Linked DNA regions of Cricetulus griseus: regions 1 and 2 are each linked to region 3. The links are chromatin contacts, called in public Hi-C and Micro-C maps. All regions are on one chromosome and are shown on one strand. The core of a region is the stretch at or near the end of the contact, and the rest is flanking DNA. Distances in the headings are between cores, read along the strand shown. Region 1 overlaps Ppp1cb (serine/threonine-protein phosphatase PP1-beta catalytic subunit). Region 2 holds the start of Ppp1cb (serine/threonine-protein phosphatase PP1-beta catalytic subunit). Region 3 overlaps Plb1 (phospholipase B1, membrane-associated).

Evidence for each region. Hi-C and Micro-C count contacts between places; a contact is called where the count stands out from the background.
Region 1: a contact with region 3 is called in a Hi-C map of liver, with 2.1 times the contacts expected there. The contact joins two enhancer-like sites. A contact is called at or near these places in 2 of 8 Hi-C or Micro-C datasets (the CHK-Q cell line and liver).
Region 2: a Micro-C map of the CHO-K1 cell line shows a contact between it and region 3, with 5 times the contacts expected there. The contact joins the promoter of Ppp1cb here to the enhancer-like site in region 3. A contact is called at or near these places in 4 of 8 Hi-C or Micro-C datasets (the CHK-Q cell line, the CHO-K1 cell line and fibroblasts).

Annotation. Positions count from the first base shown.
Region 1 is chr7:11,986,488-11,991,106 of CriGri-PICRH-1.0, forward strand. Ppp1cb (serine/threonine-protein phosphatase PP1-beta catalytic subunit) reads right to left here. Exons shown (of 9, transcript XM_027424422.2): 4 at 1,434-1,664. It also overlaps the pseudogene LOC118239131. Among named protein-coding and RNA genes, the nearest start is that of Spdya, 20 kb to the left of the region's middle. Within about 2 kb of position 2,459, at least 2 of the 6 cell types and tissues checked have open chromatin away from gene starts, as enhancers often do.
Region 2 is chr7:12,009,347-12,014,093 of CriGri-PICRH-1.0, forward strand. Ppp1cb (serine/threonine-protein phosphatase PP1-beta catalytic subunit) reads right to left here and starts at 1,315. Exons shown (of 9, transcript XM_027424422.2): 1 at 1,173-1,315; 2 at 881-1,017. The coding sequence starts at 932.
Region 3 is chr7:12,162,189-12,166,578 of CriGri-PICRH-1.0, forward strand. It overlaps Plb1 (phospholipase B1, membrane-associated), which reads right to left. Exons shown (of 51, transcript XM_027424423.2): 17 at 3,301-3,366; 18 at 2,940-3,040; 19 at 515-596; 20 at 146-250; 21 at 1-45. Among named protein-coding and RNA genes, the nearest start is that of Plb1, 42 kb to the right of the region's middle. Within about 2 kb of position 1,908, at least 2 of the 6 cell types and tissues checked have open chromatin away from gene starts, as enhancers often do. A contact at or near this core is called in the CHO-K1 cell line and fibroblasts, where this site is marked.

The DNA.
Region 1 (4,619 bases), core at 1,209-3,708, 180 kb before region 3:
AATGGTGTTTTGTCCACATGCATGTCTAAGTGAGGGTGCTTGATCCCCTGGAACAGGAGTTACAAACAGTTGTGAGTTGCCATGTGGGTGCTGGGAATTGAACCGGGTCTTCTGGAAGAACAGCCAGTGCTCTGAACCACTGAGTCATCTCTTCAGCTCCCGTGCATTTCAGCTTACTTGTACAAGTCTAGCTTCATTCAGATCACAAAAATATAAAAATCAAATTTGGAATCATCACAATTATAAATTCCATGTTTTTGTTTATTGAAGAGTAACTTATGGGCCGGGTGTTGGTGGCACACGCCTTTAATCTCAGCACTTGGGAGGTAGAGGCAGGTGGATCTCTGTGAGTTCGAGGCCAGCCTGGTCTACAGAGCTAGTTCCAGGACAGCCGCCAAAACAATAGAGAAACCTGTTTCAAAACACAACACACACACACAAGAGTAACTTGCCCTGAGTATCACCACATTTCAGTGTCAGAAGTGACTGGCATATATAACACATTTATAGAGATTTGTTATATTACAGGAATCAAGGAGCTATGAATTTGATGATGACTCTACCATATTTAAGAAAGGAAAAAAAAAAAAGTAGATTCAAATGGATAATTTAGCAGTCAAAAATATACTTAATTAGAAAACTATAAATGACCAAATGCTTTTACTCCCATATTCAATATAATTAAACTGAAAAATCAAAGCTAAATGTAGGCTAACAACACTGGAAAGACCACTACACACAGCAGGTCAGATTTCCTACTGATTAAAAAACAAGAGCACAATAACAACGATAACCCTAGCTCTCTAGGTCTATAAACAAATTAAAATTTGACTTTTATTTATTTTTATTTATGTTATATATGTGTGCTTGCTTGCTTCTGTGTATGACTACATGTATGAAGTGACTGCCAAGACCACAGAGAGAATGAGATTCCCTAAAACCGGAGTTAAAGGCTGTGTTTGTAAGTCTCCTGATGGGGGTTCTGGGAAACCAACCGGAGTCCTCCGGAAGGTCATCCAGGGCTCCTAACTGCTAAGACCTTGAGGTACAAAGAACCAACTGCAAGCCATCCTCTGACCTCCAAATGCATGTCATGATACCATGCATGAAGTGTGCCTGTGCACATTCTTGTACATACACATGAATTAATGCCACTGTCTATAGTGACCTGTGCTTGTTTCACTCAGGTATCTTACTGGGTAAACTAATTAAAAGGACCTCCTTCAGCCAACTAAGCTGCAGCCAATCTGAAACATGACCAAGGAGATGCCAAGAAAACAATTGAAGGTATTTCCTAGCTTTACATTTTTCTTTCTAGGCCTCTATCTAAGACCAAATTAAAACATCACAGCTCCCCTGAATTGAAGAAATTCATTTGAACTGTAAAAGTATGTGGAATCTTAGCACTCTCCTAAGTTTTAAATCCCACTTACACTCATCGTAGAATCCATAAATTCGATTGATGCTGGCACACTCATGGTTTCCTCTTAGGAGAAAGAAGTTTTCTGGGTATTTGATCTTATAAGCCAACAGCAAACAAATGGTTTCCAAAGACTGCTTTCCTCTGTCCACATAATCGCCTAAGAAAAGATAGTTGGCTTCTGGTGGAAAACCTCCATATTCAAATAATCTCAGTAAATCTGTATACTGTCCATGAATATCTCCTAAAAAAAAAAAAAAGTCAGGTAAGACAAATGGATTAGTTTTATGAAGCTTCTATGACAGTTAGGAACTTTGTATACTTCCTTCCCCTTAAAGCATAGGTCACTATCTAGACTTATTGCTAACAAACAGTAAGGCCAGTCACTTCTAAGTCTCATTTACAAATCACTGTGACTTTTGTCATGCTTGCAACCTCACACCTTCTCTCCCATGCTTGCTGATAAAGCTGCTGTCTTACAAAGAATGGAGGAGACTTTGGCCAGCAGCTCATTTGGTTGGAATAAAGGCCTGAAGTCCAGTAGCCTACACAGAACTGAACATTTTCACAGCTCAGCCTGTAGATGTCTAAGACCCAGACCACTTGCTGAGTGGAGTGTCATGAGAGACTCAGAATCTGAAGAGCTAGCAAAGTTGAGTCTGAATTCCTACCCTATAGAAACTGAGATGAAAAACTAATATTGTCATACATCACAAAAATTTCAGGCAACTTCTTATAAAATAGTAACTGACACAGTTACTCTCATTAGCTAGTAGCTAACTTAAATCATATTGTTATACCAAATATCAAGAACTAAAATACAAAGAACTTCTATTACCTTCAAGCTATTGCTAATATTAAATAACATTCGAAGGGGTAATTGTATGAAATATAGACAATCACTGACTTAAAATGTTTTAACTTAGAAGGTTCTGATTTCATGGTGGTGCAAAAGCACTGTGTAGTCAGTAGACTGTAGTTTGAACTCTGAGCTTTTTCCAAGCTAGTGAAACGTGGCACAACACTCGGGAGATGCTAGGTGGCAGCAGCAAGCTGTAACTATCCAGCAGCCACACTGATCATGACAATAAAGGACTGATGATTTACAGTGTAATGTATCAAACCACAGTGTTCGGCATCAGTGCTTCAAACATATTTTGGCCTTATATTATTATCAACTTAATGTTTACTGGGCTATAACCCCACCATAAATCCAGGAGAATCTGTAATTTTTAGAACATCTACAAATAACTAAATAACTTAAAATTTATAAATTTTAAGAGAATGAACATTTCCAGAAAAGTTTTAAACAACTGCTTTTGATGTAAAGATGGACACTGTACAAAGCACCACACACAGATTTAATAAAACCGCACAGAGAAAAAGAATACAAAGTACTTAAGTACACTGAATCTGTAGGGCCCAGAACCTAACCATAATGATTCTGCAATAGGCCCTGAATCAAGGTCCTCCAAGTTGGGACAAGTGAGCCAACACTGGGGTGACTCAAGGCCTGGATGCCAGGGAACCCTTCCACAAGCAGTTCCAGTCCAAGGAGAACACGGTCGCCCACTACTCCCAACTCAACCATACATAATGACCACCGCTCTGCAGTCCCTGGTGACTTTCCCCAAACCCAGGGACCAATTAGGAGCCATTGCCCAGAGCTGCTTCTTTGGCACTATGCTGGGAGTCTTAACCCTGAGGCCTTCAGGCTGCTGAGGCTAGGAGATACCCCAACCCCTACTTAATCCTGCAACTCAAGCTTGGGACATCACAGATCTCTGAGTGCTAATGGCACTCACTCAGTGTCTGCCCACCCTTGTTCCCAACAAAAAGGACCAGCAACCCCTAAAAAGGGATGAGGTCCTCCTCTAAACCAGGTGCCCGAGCGCCAGCTCCTTCTTCTAACAGGCTGATAATGAACTCAGTGGAACCCTGAGATAGAAGTGGCAGCCTGGGAAAAGGAAAGTATTGCCCCATTAGTGAGTATCTGAGTAGTTTAAAAAAGCACACTGAACACTTTCAAGTTACATGGCTTCAAGGTAGATTACTCAGAAACAAGCAGAATGGGAAAAAAAAATCTGGAGTAAGAAAAAGTTGGTTTAAAATTGAAAATTAAAAAACTTTTTAAAAGAAACAAGCATAATGAAGGGCATTTTTGCATATGGCAAACTACTGAAGCTGTCTTAAGTATATAAAAGTGTTTTTAAAAACACATAACCAGGGCTGGAGAGATGGCTTAGCGGTTAAGAGCACTGACTCTTCTTCCAGAGGTCCTGAGTTCAATTCCCAGAAACCACATGGTGGCTCACAACCACCTTGAATGAGATCTGGTGCCCTCTGCTGGCATGCAGGCAGAAGACTGTATATATAATAAATAAATAAAATCTTAAAAAAACAACAACAACAACAAAAAGAAAACCACAACCATTACAAAGAATACCTGCATTATCAAATGAAAAGCCAGCATGCTGTATTTATACCACTTCCTGTTTTGTGTGAAATCCAGAAAAATGCTACTTTCTATGCAATAATTTTCCTTGTTATAACTAGATTATTCAATCTTAAAGTCCTAAATTTTTGTCTTGGGCTAAAACCAATATAAGACTTAAAAGAATATATAACAGGCCTTTAATCCCAGCACCGGGAGATAGAGGCAGGCAGATTTCTGAGAGTTTGAGGCCAGCCTGGTCTACAAAGCTACGAAGAGAAACCCTGTCTTAAAAAAAAACAAACAAAACCACATACAGATTATAAACTAGTATCTCAAGAATTAATACAAGCTACAAGGCCACGGACACTGCCATACTGGCACTCAAGATTCTATAACTCTTTTACTCAGCAGAGATTTTGAATGCCCATTTCCCCACATCCTAAAAGCACTAAGTTTCCATATCTGTCATTTTTGTTTGTAATCTGATGAGTTATGGATGTGTTTCACTGATTTTAGCTATTTTCTAAGATCTGCCCATTTTTCTTAACATACTATAGACAGCAGCCTTTTCACCTTCTGTAAAGTAACTAAATGTTTCTGTTGCGTCTAACCTGTCTGTCATTATTATAAATTCCAACCCTTAGTAAAACCTATTAAGTGTTTTAATTCAAATGTGAAAGTTTTCTCTAAATCACCCTCAATATTAATACAGGAGAAAATGTGCTTCAGAAAACTCATTTCTTGCCAGGTGTGGTGCGCACA
Region 2 (4,747 bases), core at 65-2,564, 150 kb before region 3:
CTCTTAATCATCCAAAAAGACAATTCTTTTTTACACATTCCCCAAACAATTAGTAGCGAAGCGAATTTTTGAGTAAAAGGATTATTTTGACCAAGACCCGCTTTAACTTTGAACAGTGTCCCGCAACGGATCAATACATTTAATTACCGGTCTCTCCATCTAGTCTTCTCTTTCCTCCTTATGTTCCCACCAACACCAAACTAACTATAAAAAGCATGAGAACCCGGAACTTAAGTGCTGCGAAGACTAAGCCCGAGAGAGGCTGTTACAACAGGCATTTACTAAGTTTGTGCAGAATTTAAACTCGGCTCAAACATGTTATGATTTTAAGCCCCCCACATCAATCCCTTCAGCCCCAGGTATCCAGACGTTTCGTATTTCTAACGGACATCTCCAACCCGATCCAAGATTTTTCACTATTTTTGTACGCCAGATAATAAATAGTGAACTATGCATCCTGTCCTCTCCTTAAGCCCTTCTAGAGCATCCAGTAAAAAAATGCAAACGACCCGAGAGCCTCACTTGGGAAGGGCTTCTCTCTCTCTCTCTTTTTTTTTTTTTTTCCGTAAAATTCACTACCGGAACGACAATCGGAGGCAGCCAAGGGCAGCGCACAAAGAGCGGAGAAGAAACACACATTCCACGGACACACAACACGCAGCGGCAGGCATCGCCGCCGCTTCTTTGGAAGGGCTAGCGGAGGGAGGCAGCACAGAGGCCTCCGGGAAGGCTGTACCCGCCGACGAGCCCCGGGCCGCGGCGCCGCCTCTCCGCTGGCTCGCCCGTCACCCCGCGCTCCGCTCCGGGCCTCCTGGGGCCCCCAGCCCGGGCTGGGCTCGAGCGGGAGGGGCCCGCGGCCCGGCGCCGCACTCGCACTCACCCTCCAGCAGGCGGGTGATGAGGCTGTCCACGTTCAGCTCCCCGTCCGCCATCTTGTCGGCACCAGACTCTCCTCCCCGCAGCGGGAACAAGGGCTTCGCGGCGGCGGCGGCGGCGGCGGCGGCTCGGCGCTCTCACCTACGAGTCACGCGGCGTCTCGACCCCGGCCGGCTCCAACTCCCCCCGGGCGCGGGCCCTCCCCCCACCCCTCCCCGCCGAGCAGCGAGAGCGCGCGCACACGCCGGGAGAAGCCCACTAGAAATAATTAAATAAACAAGCCGGGCCCCACGAACCGAGCGCATCAGACCCCAGCAGCCGCCACCGCCTCCGCCTCCGCCTCCGCCTCCTCCTCCGGCGGCTCCTCCTGCTCGGCACCGCCCAGCTCCGCAATGCTCGCCAGCGCCGCGGGCAGCCCCGCCCTCAGCGTCACTCCCTTCCCTCCGCCCTGGCCCGCCGCCCCGCCGAGCCGCCAGAGCCGTGCGCACGCGCGCCACGTCCCCCTCCCGCGGCCCCGTCCCCGCCCTCGCCTCCGCCGCAGCCAACGCGCAGGTGCGGCTCCCTCCCGCCCCAGGTCCGCTGGCCGAGCCGTCACGACTGCTCAGGCGCAGGGAGGAGCCAGCCTTGCTGCGCAGAGCGAACGCGGAGCCCGCGTAGGCACGAATGACCTTCCTCTTCTCTGCAGAGTTAGCGATTGCGTCCCTCCCGCCTTGCTTTTCTTTTCTTGGCTTCATTCACTGCCCTTGCAAACAATTCCTCATGTTTCCGCTAATCTGGAACCGTGTGTGCGCTGCGGTTGCCCATCTTGGAAACCCAGGTTTGTTGGAAGCAGAACGAGACGACTCTGCTAAAAAATACTGATATAGCAAATAAAGTGTTCTTTATCGTTTTACCAGTGTGGCTGATTCTCCAGGTGGCCCTGGGTGAAACAAGCATCAAAGTGGGCCCCATTCAGCAGTAATAAGATAATACACGCTCTGGTTTCTGCCTCTGTAGCCCTTTTATCGTATCTTGTATCTATCTCCAAACACTCTAGATAGCACTTTTCCATAAGTGCTTTTTGTATATTGCTCTATTATATGCCTTAATCTTCTTATCTTGTGATAGTTGAACTTTTTTTTTTTCTGCTGTACTTGGTTCCTAGAGGATAAAATCACATTTGTAGGCATGAGATGCCTGTAATCCCTACACTTGGGAGATTCCGAAACTCAAGGTCATCATCAACTATGTAACAGGACGGGGCAGCTTATACTACAGTAGTTCCTGTCTCAAGAAACCAACCAACCACAACTCATTTATCTTCATGTCTGCATCACCCACCAAGTATCTTGTTTATACAATACAGGGAGAAATAGAAACTCGGGGAAATGGAAAGATTCGTTGCTTGCCTTTCCTTCCAACACCTAAAATTGCCACCAAAGGACAGTAGGGAAGAGTAGCCAAGGAAAAGATTTAGGTAAGGATTTGAGGAAGTCAAGTCAAAACTTTTACCTATTCCCAAACCGGTGCTTCTTCCTCACCCCACCCTCACCCCACCCCCAACTCAGACTTCATGATGCTGGCAGCGCAAGGCTGCCTGTACTTTCCTTGCTCACTTACTAATAGCTTACACTGAGATTGTATGTCCTGGCGCTAATCTAGATGTCATGCAACATCATCTCATTTCATTCTTACAGCAAGCCCTAGGCGGCAGGTACCATTATTACCTCTACTTGTGGGTAAGACTGAGACACTAAATGAGTTAGTTGCCTCACTCCAAACAAACATCAGAACTGGGATTCAAACCCAGGAATCTAGCGATAGATACTAAGTTGCAGTATTCTTTCTCAAATGTGGATATGCTTGACACAAACTTGGAGAGTAGAAACTAAGGTGTGTGTGTGTGTGTGTGTGTGTGTGTGTGTGTGTGTGTGTGTGTGTGTGTGTGTGTGTGGTTTTGGAAAAACATTATCTAATCAAGTGCTTTACATTGTCAAGATGAATGCTAGAATTTCCTAAATTCCTCCTTAGTTATTTCTGTATTTTAGAATTTAGCCTGGAAATATACAGGCTAGTGTAGATTATATAAAGTCTGAAGTAATCTGTAAAAACTAGCAGTTTGCTTTGGGGATTTTTAGAGGTAGAGAGATGGCTCATTTTCACTGTATTTTATTCAAGTCCACTTTATTTATACCCAACTTTATTCCAGAAGAAGGGATTTAAAGTAACTTAAATAAATGCTTGCCATTGGGGTAAATTAAAAACAAATACAGGGGCTGGTGAGATGGTTCAGAGGTTAAGAGCACTGGCTGCTTTTGCAAAGGACTTGGGGTCAGTTCTTAGCTCCTACATAGTGACTCACAACCACTTGTAACTTCAGTTCTAAATGAAAAAAAAAATTAAAAAGGAAACAACATGACTGCTTCAGGTGTGATGAAGAAGGATTGTTGTAGATAAAAGGAGAGCATAGTCAGAAGCAGAGACTTCCTGGAGAGTCCAGAGTTGACATGACACTGAACATGGTGAGGAGAGGGAAGGGGGGAAGAAAGGGCAAAAGGAGAAAAAAAAGGGGGGGCAGGCAATCAATCAAACACAGGAAAGAGCTTCAGGGTTTCCACTCCTATCAGATTTTCCCAGTAAGAAATAATGGGTCATAGTAAAAAATGTTGGGATTTTGTGTGTGTGTGTGTGTGTGTGTGTGTGTGTGTGTGTGTGTGTGTGTGTAGGTGTGTCATTTTTTGGCACTTTTGGTCTTGAGACAGGTCTCACTATGCAGCCCTTGCTGGCTTGGAACTCACTATGTAGACCAGGATGTCCTCAAATTTAGAGATCTGTCTGCCTCTTCCTCCCTAGTACTAGGATTAAATGTGTGTTATCACACAGTGCTGAGAGAGCTTTTATCACTAGTGGACCATAAAACTTTTCTGTGGAATGTCCCTCCAAAATAAATATAAGGAGCCCAGTAGTGGTGACTCAAGCCTTTAATCCCAGCATTTGGGAGACAGAGGCAGGCAGATCTCTGAGTTGAAGCCAGTCTTTGGTCTACTGAATTCTAGGACAGTAGGATTTTATAAAGGAAGTCTGTCTCAAACAAACAACAACAACAACAAAAACAACAAGAAAAAAAGTAAGAATTCAGAATTCTTCAGATTTTAAAGTCAAGGTATTAACTTTTCATCAGTTCAGGTCAGATTTGCCACAGAAAGTAGGCAAATAAAGAATAAACTATGTTTACTGAAAGAAATGTGAAAAATAAATAGCCATTTTCTTTTTTTCCTCCATTTTTTATTTAAATTAGAAACAAGATTGTTTTACATGTCAATCCCTGTTCCCTCTCCCTCCCCTCCTCCCCTGCCCCCCACTAACACCCTACCTATCCAATACCATTTCTGCTCCCCAGGGAGAGTGAGGCCTTCCATGGGGGTCTTCAGAGTCTGTCATAGCCCTTGGGATAGGGCCCAGGCCCACCCCTGTGTGTCTAGGCTGAGGGAGTATCCCTCTATGTGAAATGGGCTCCTAAAGTCCATTCCTATGCTAGGGATAAGTACAAGAGGCCCCATAGATTTCCAAGGCCTCTTCACTGACACTCACATTCATGGGGTCTGGATCAGTTCCATGCTGGTTTCCCAGTGATCAGTCTGGGGGCCAAGACTTCCTCCTTGTTCAGGTCAGCTGCCTCTGTGGGTTTCACCAGCCTGGTCTTGTCCACTTTGCTCATTATTCCTCCTTCTCTGCAACTGGATTCCAGTTCAGTTCAGTGTTTAGCTGTGGGTATCTGCTTCTACTTCCATCACCTGCTGGATGAGGGCTCTAGGATGGCATATAAGTTAGTCATCAATATCATTATCAGGGGAGGGCCTTTAAGGTAGCCTCTCCACTGTTGCTTAGATGG
Region 3 (4,390 bases), core at 658-3,157:
GTGGAAACAGTCAGGGGCAAAGAAGGAGTTGTCAGGCAGGCCCTCCTAGTCATCAAGCAGAAAGGGAGGATCAGTTACAGATGGCAAAAATGCAGCTGTGTACCCTCTGGGGGCTCGCCTCATCCTCAACGCATCATTTCTTTACCGGGGTCCGCGGCACGGCCACATTTTCAAAGAATGGCTGGAGAACCACAGTGAAATCATCCCTAGTGTCATATCGCCGGCTGTTGATCAGCTCTTCAGTTCTTTTCTGCAGGAGGAGATAAGACACAGGGGTTGGAACAGCTGGAGAAACACAATGAAACCAGGCTCATGTCTTACCATCTACTTTCAACCAACACTTGAATTCCTTCCTAAGGGAGGAGGAGATGGGGCCATGGGGCCTGGTGAAGTGTGTTCTGTGACTTCATTCTGTAGCTTCAAAGAAGCCGCAGTGTGGCCGCTAGCATCCTTGAATGTGCTTCCATTGGCACAGTCCTCCTAGTCACCACTCACTCAGTCAACACAGGCTTACCTGATACTCCCTGTTCCTTTCAACCAGGGCGGCAAATTCTGCCGAGTCATCCTCAAACTTCAGGACACAAGGACACAGGTTCCTGCCAACAAAACCAAAGAGATGCCCCCAGCCCAAGGTCATCATCCCAAATGAGTGATGCAAAGCTTTGGCCTGAGCCTCGATTTAATTTTTAAGTTGGAGGCATCAGGAACCTAAGCCTGGGTCAAGGGAAGCCACAGAAAACATCCACAAACTTGCTCTTGGAAACAAGACCTTCCTCCTGATGTCTGGAGGAGTGATTTTATGGAGCTGAGTCATCCGATGGTTGTGTGAAGATGTGCAGACACACACCCCCTCCTAAACAGAAATACTGACAACAATAGCAATAATTGCTAGTACACATCACATATGAACGACGCCAAGCACTATGTATTAATATTTTTAAACCTCTCAGCCATTCCAGAAATTATTATTGACCTTATTTTACAGGTGAAAAATCTGAAGCTGGCACAGCCTGTCATCCTAGCTATTTCATTGGCTAAGAAAGATGATCACAAGTTTGGAGCCAGCCTGGGCAGCTTAACAAGATACTATTCTCAACAGAAAAATGACAAGGGGGATGTGGCACAGGGGGGAGGGCGTCTGTCTAGCATGCATAAAACTTTGGATTCTGTCCCAAACACCCCAAAACTGGGTGTGGTGGTCCCTGCCTGTAATCCTAGCACTCTGGGAGGTAGAGACAGGAGAATCACAAGTTTAAGGCCTTTCTCAGCTATAGAGAAAATTTGAACCCAGCCTGGGATATGCAAGATATGCAAGATATGCTGCCCAAAAATAAGTAAGTAAGTAAATAAATAAATATAATAAAAGTAGAAAGGGCTAGGGATATAGTTCAGTGGTAGCAGACTTCCCTAGTACAACCATGGCCCTGCATTTACAAAGTGGGTGGGGGAGAGGAGATGACCAAGGCTCAGTGCTTAAATAACGTTCTCAAGGTCACACAGCCATAGATGTGATTGCAGTGGGGACTTTGAACTCAGTCTCTGAATTAAACTGTTTCTGCCAGTCTGCAGTTCCATCTGGTAAATCTGGACTTTTGGCCTCGGGGATACCACAGAGGAAGCCTGGCCACTGAGAACAGCAGAGAGGTGGAGAGCATGGTAACATGACAAGGACGCCCTTGATTTCGTCAACATTGACACTCTCATCTTCAAATGGACTTGGCAAATGCCTATTGTGAACTTTGAGTTTTAGTGGGGTACAAGTCTTTGCAATGACCAGTAGCACACGGTGGGTGGCGAGGCGGGGTTGCTTCTTGGGAATCTGCTCTGAAGTGGAAAGAATATACATACTGAATCCCCTGCATGTCCCAGTGACTGGAGAAAGTGGGAGCTAGCCCATGAGTCAGCAGTTGAAAATAGTGTGCCTGACACTAGCTGTGTTAATAGACACTCGTCACTGGCAGGCAGCCTGTTCTGCTCCGAGGTCCCCTGAAGCCTTCTCTAGGGAACCTGTGCTGTCTGCCCATACTCCCCGAGGGAGGCAAGGGTTGGCAGAGTTCTCCAGGGATCAGTGTACCCCCTTAATTTCCAAGAACAAGGCTGGCCCTTGTGAATTATTCATTCAGTAATTCAGCAAACAGCCCCTGAGCCCCTCTTCTGTACTGCAGTGACTCAGTGCTCACAGGCTGTGGGGGATAATCACCACATGGTGGTGACTAATGACCACGTGGTATGCTTAGGAACGTGGTGGGGCCTTGCACAGAGCTAGAGGGCAGGGGAGAAAGGTTTGCACAGCCCCTGTAACCTGGGCAAATGGTGCAGGGGAGGCCTTTCAGGGCAGAATTTGTGGGAAATAGTCATGCTTCGGTTAGAAGAGCAGCTTCCTTCTTAAGGTCACACACACTTATAATGGTGCTAGAGGAAGGCCATCTTTGGTTGGTTCTGGAGGCTGAGGCCAGCCTCTCAAGAGCATCCTTCTGAGGAGAAGACTGTCCTCTGGACCCCGCTGACTCTGATCTCTCTCTTTTTTCTTCTAAGGAGTGACAGTAGCCCTGTGTTTGTCCACCTGGAGTGCACACATGCTGGTCAGAGACACTGTTCTGGGGAAAGGCCTCTGGGAGGTGGTCACTCTGCTCTGGATGTGCTGGAAATGGGTCTTAGCAGTGGTCTGAGTGCTCCCCAAGTCTTACCTATGACCTGACCCCATTCCTAACATCCTCTAAGTCCTGTGGCTGCCTTGGCAATGGAAACAGGAAGATATGCCATATGTGCTCCCTCAGGGAGATTGCTGAAGCCTATACTGATTTTCTTTTTTTTTAATCCTGAGATGTTCCCTGTCAGATGATAATGTGGGGTGACCCTGACAATCCCCACACTCTGCCCTGGGGATTCTGCTAAAGCCCACAACCCTTCCAGAAACACAGGAGAAGTTTCCAGCAGACCTGAGGATCAACCGTGGACAGTTGACTTGAGTTTCTTTGTACAATTCCCTCAGGCCGATGATCTCAATCACTTCCACCATGTTCACAAAGGCCCGGGGAACCTGCAGAAACACAGAATCGGTCACCAAGACGACATGGTGACATAGCATCAGCTTCTCACATGGGGGCTGGAGCTCAGATCATGTGACTTCTTCCTGGCCCCACCCACTTCCTTTCTCTCATCTTGGCTCTCCAAGGATGCCATTGCAGGCAGACGATGGCCAAGGTGGTCTCAGAATGAAGCCAGAGCTGTGTCTAGGCCTGAGGCCACATAAGAGGGCTGTGATGCAGCTACTCAGCCCGTGTGGTCTAAGCTCCGTACCTCTGCATGGAGGATGTCCAGGGCCTTCCTGATGTTGTCTGTGAAGTTCTGGGGAGAATAGTGAACCTGCAGGCAGAGGAAGAGGCTCCTGAGGTCCTTGAGTCACCCATCTCCTCCCTATTAAGCAGCATTGTTTCCCACTGTGGCTTCTCCTCTTTCTGTATTTCAGAGTTGGCAATATTGAAACATATGATTTGTCTTTGGGGGCCTTAGCTACAATGCCTGAACGCATTATGGCTGTCAGGAAAGGGTCCTTTCTTTTGCCTAGAGCCAGAGAAAACTTGAATGGACTTTGTATTGACTAGGTGTAGGGCCTTGGCTATGCCGTATCACTTCTCTCTAAACGTTGGGGTGTTGGAGCAGATGATGACCTCAAGTGCTGCAGTGTAAACAGTCTCTGGTTCTATCATCTGCCCTCTTCTTGTGTGGTCACAGAGTCTGGCCTGAGCCTCATGTGCCTAGCATCGATCGCATCTAAGCAAATGCTTCAAGGATGTAATGAGGGAAAAGGAGGGGTTTGTGGAGACCCAAAACATAAATACACTTTGATTTTTATATCAGTGGTTTTAGAATTCTGTGTGTGTGTGTGTGTGTGTGTGTGTGTGTGTGTGTGTGTGTGTGTGTGTGAGAGAGAGAGAGAGAGAGAGAGAGAGAGAGATATGTATGTGCACATGTAGGCCAGAGGCTGGCAGCAGGTACCTATCTTAGTGGCTCTCCATGCCTCATCTTTTGGGACAGGGTCTTCCACTGAATTTGAGCTTTACTGTTCAGCTAGACTGGTTGGCTAGCAAGCTCCAGAGACAGGAATACCTCTGTCTCTCCTGAGCACTGGGGTTACAGGTGCACCCTGACAGGAGCACACTGGGGCTACAGATGTGCATGAATACAAGCACACTGGGGTTACAGGTGTGCATGGACACGAGCACACTGGGGTTACAGGTGTGCATGGACACGAGCACACTGGGGTTACAGGTGTGCATGGACACGAGCACACTGGGGTTACAGGTGTGCACGGACATGAGCACACTGGGGTTACAGGTGTGCACAGACATGAGCACACTGGGGTTACAGAAGTGCACAGACACAAGCA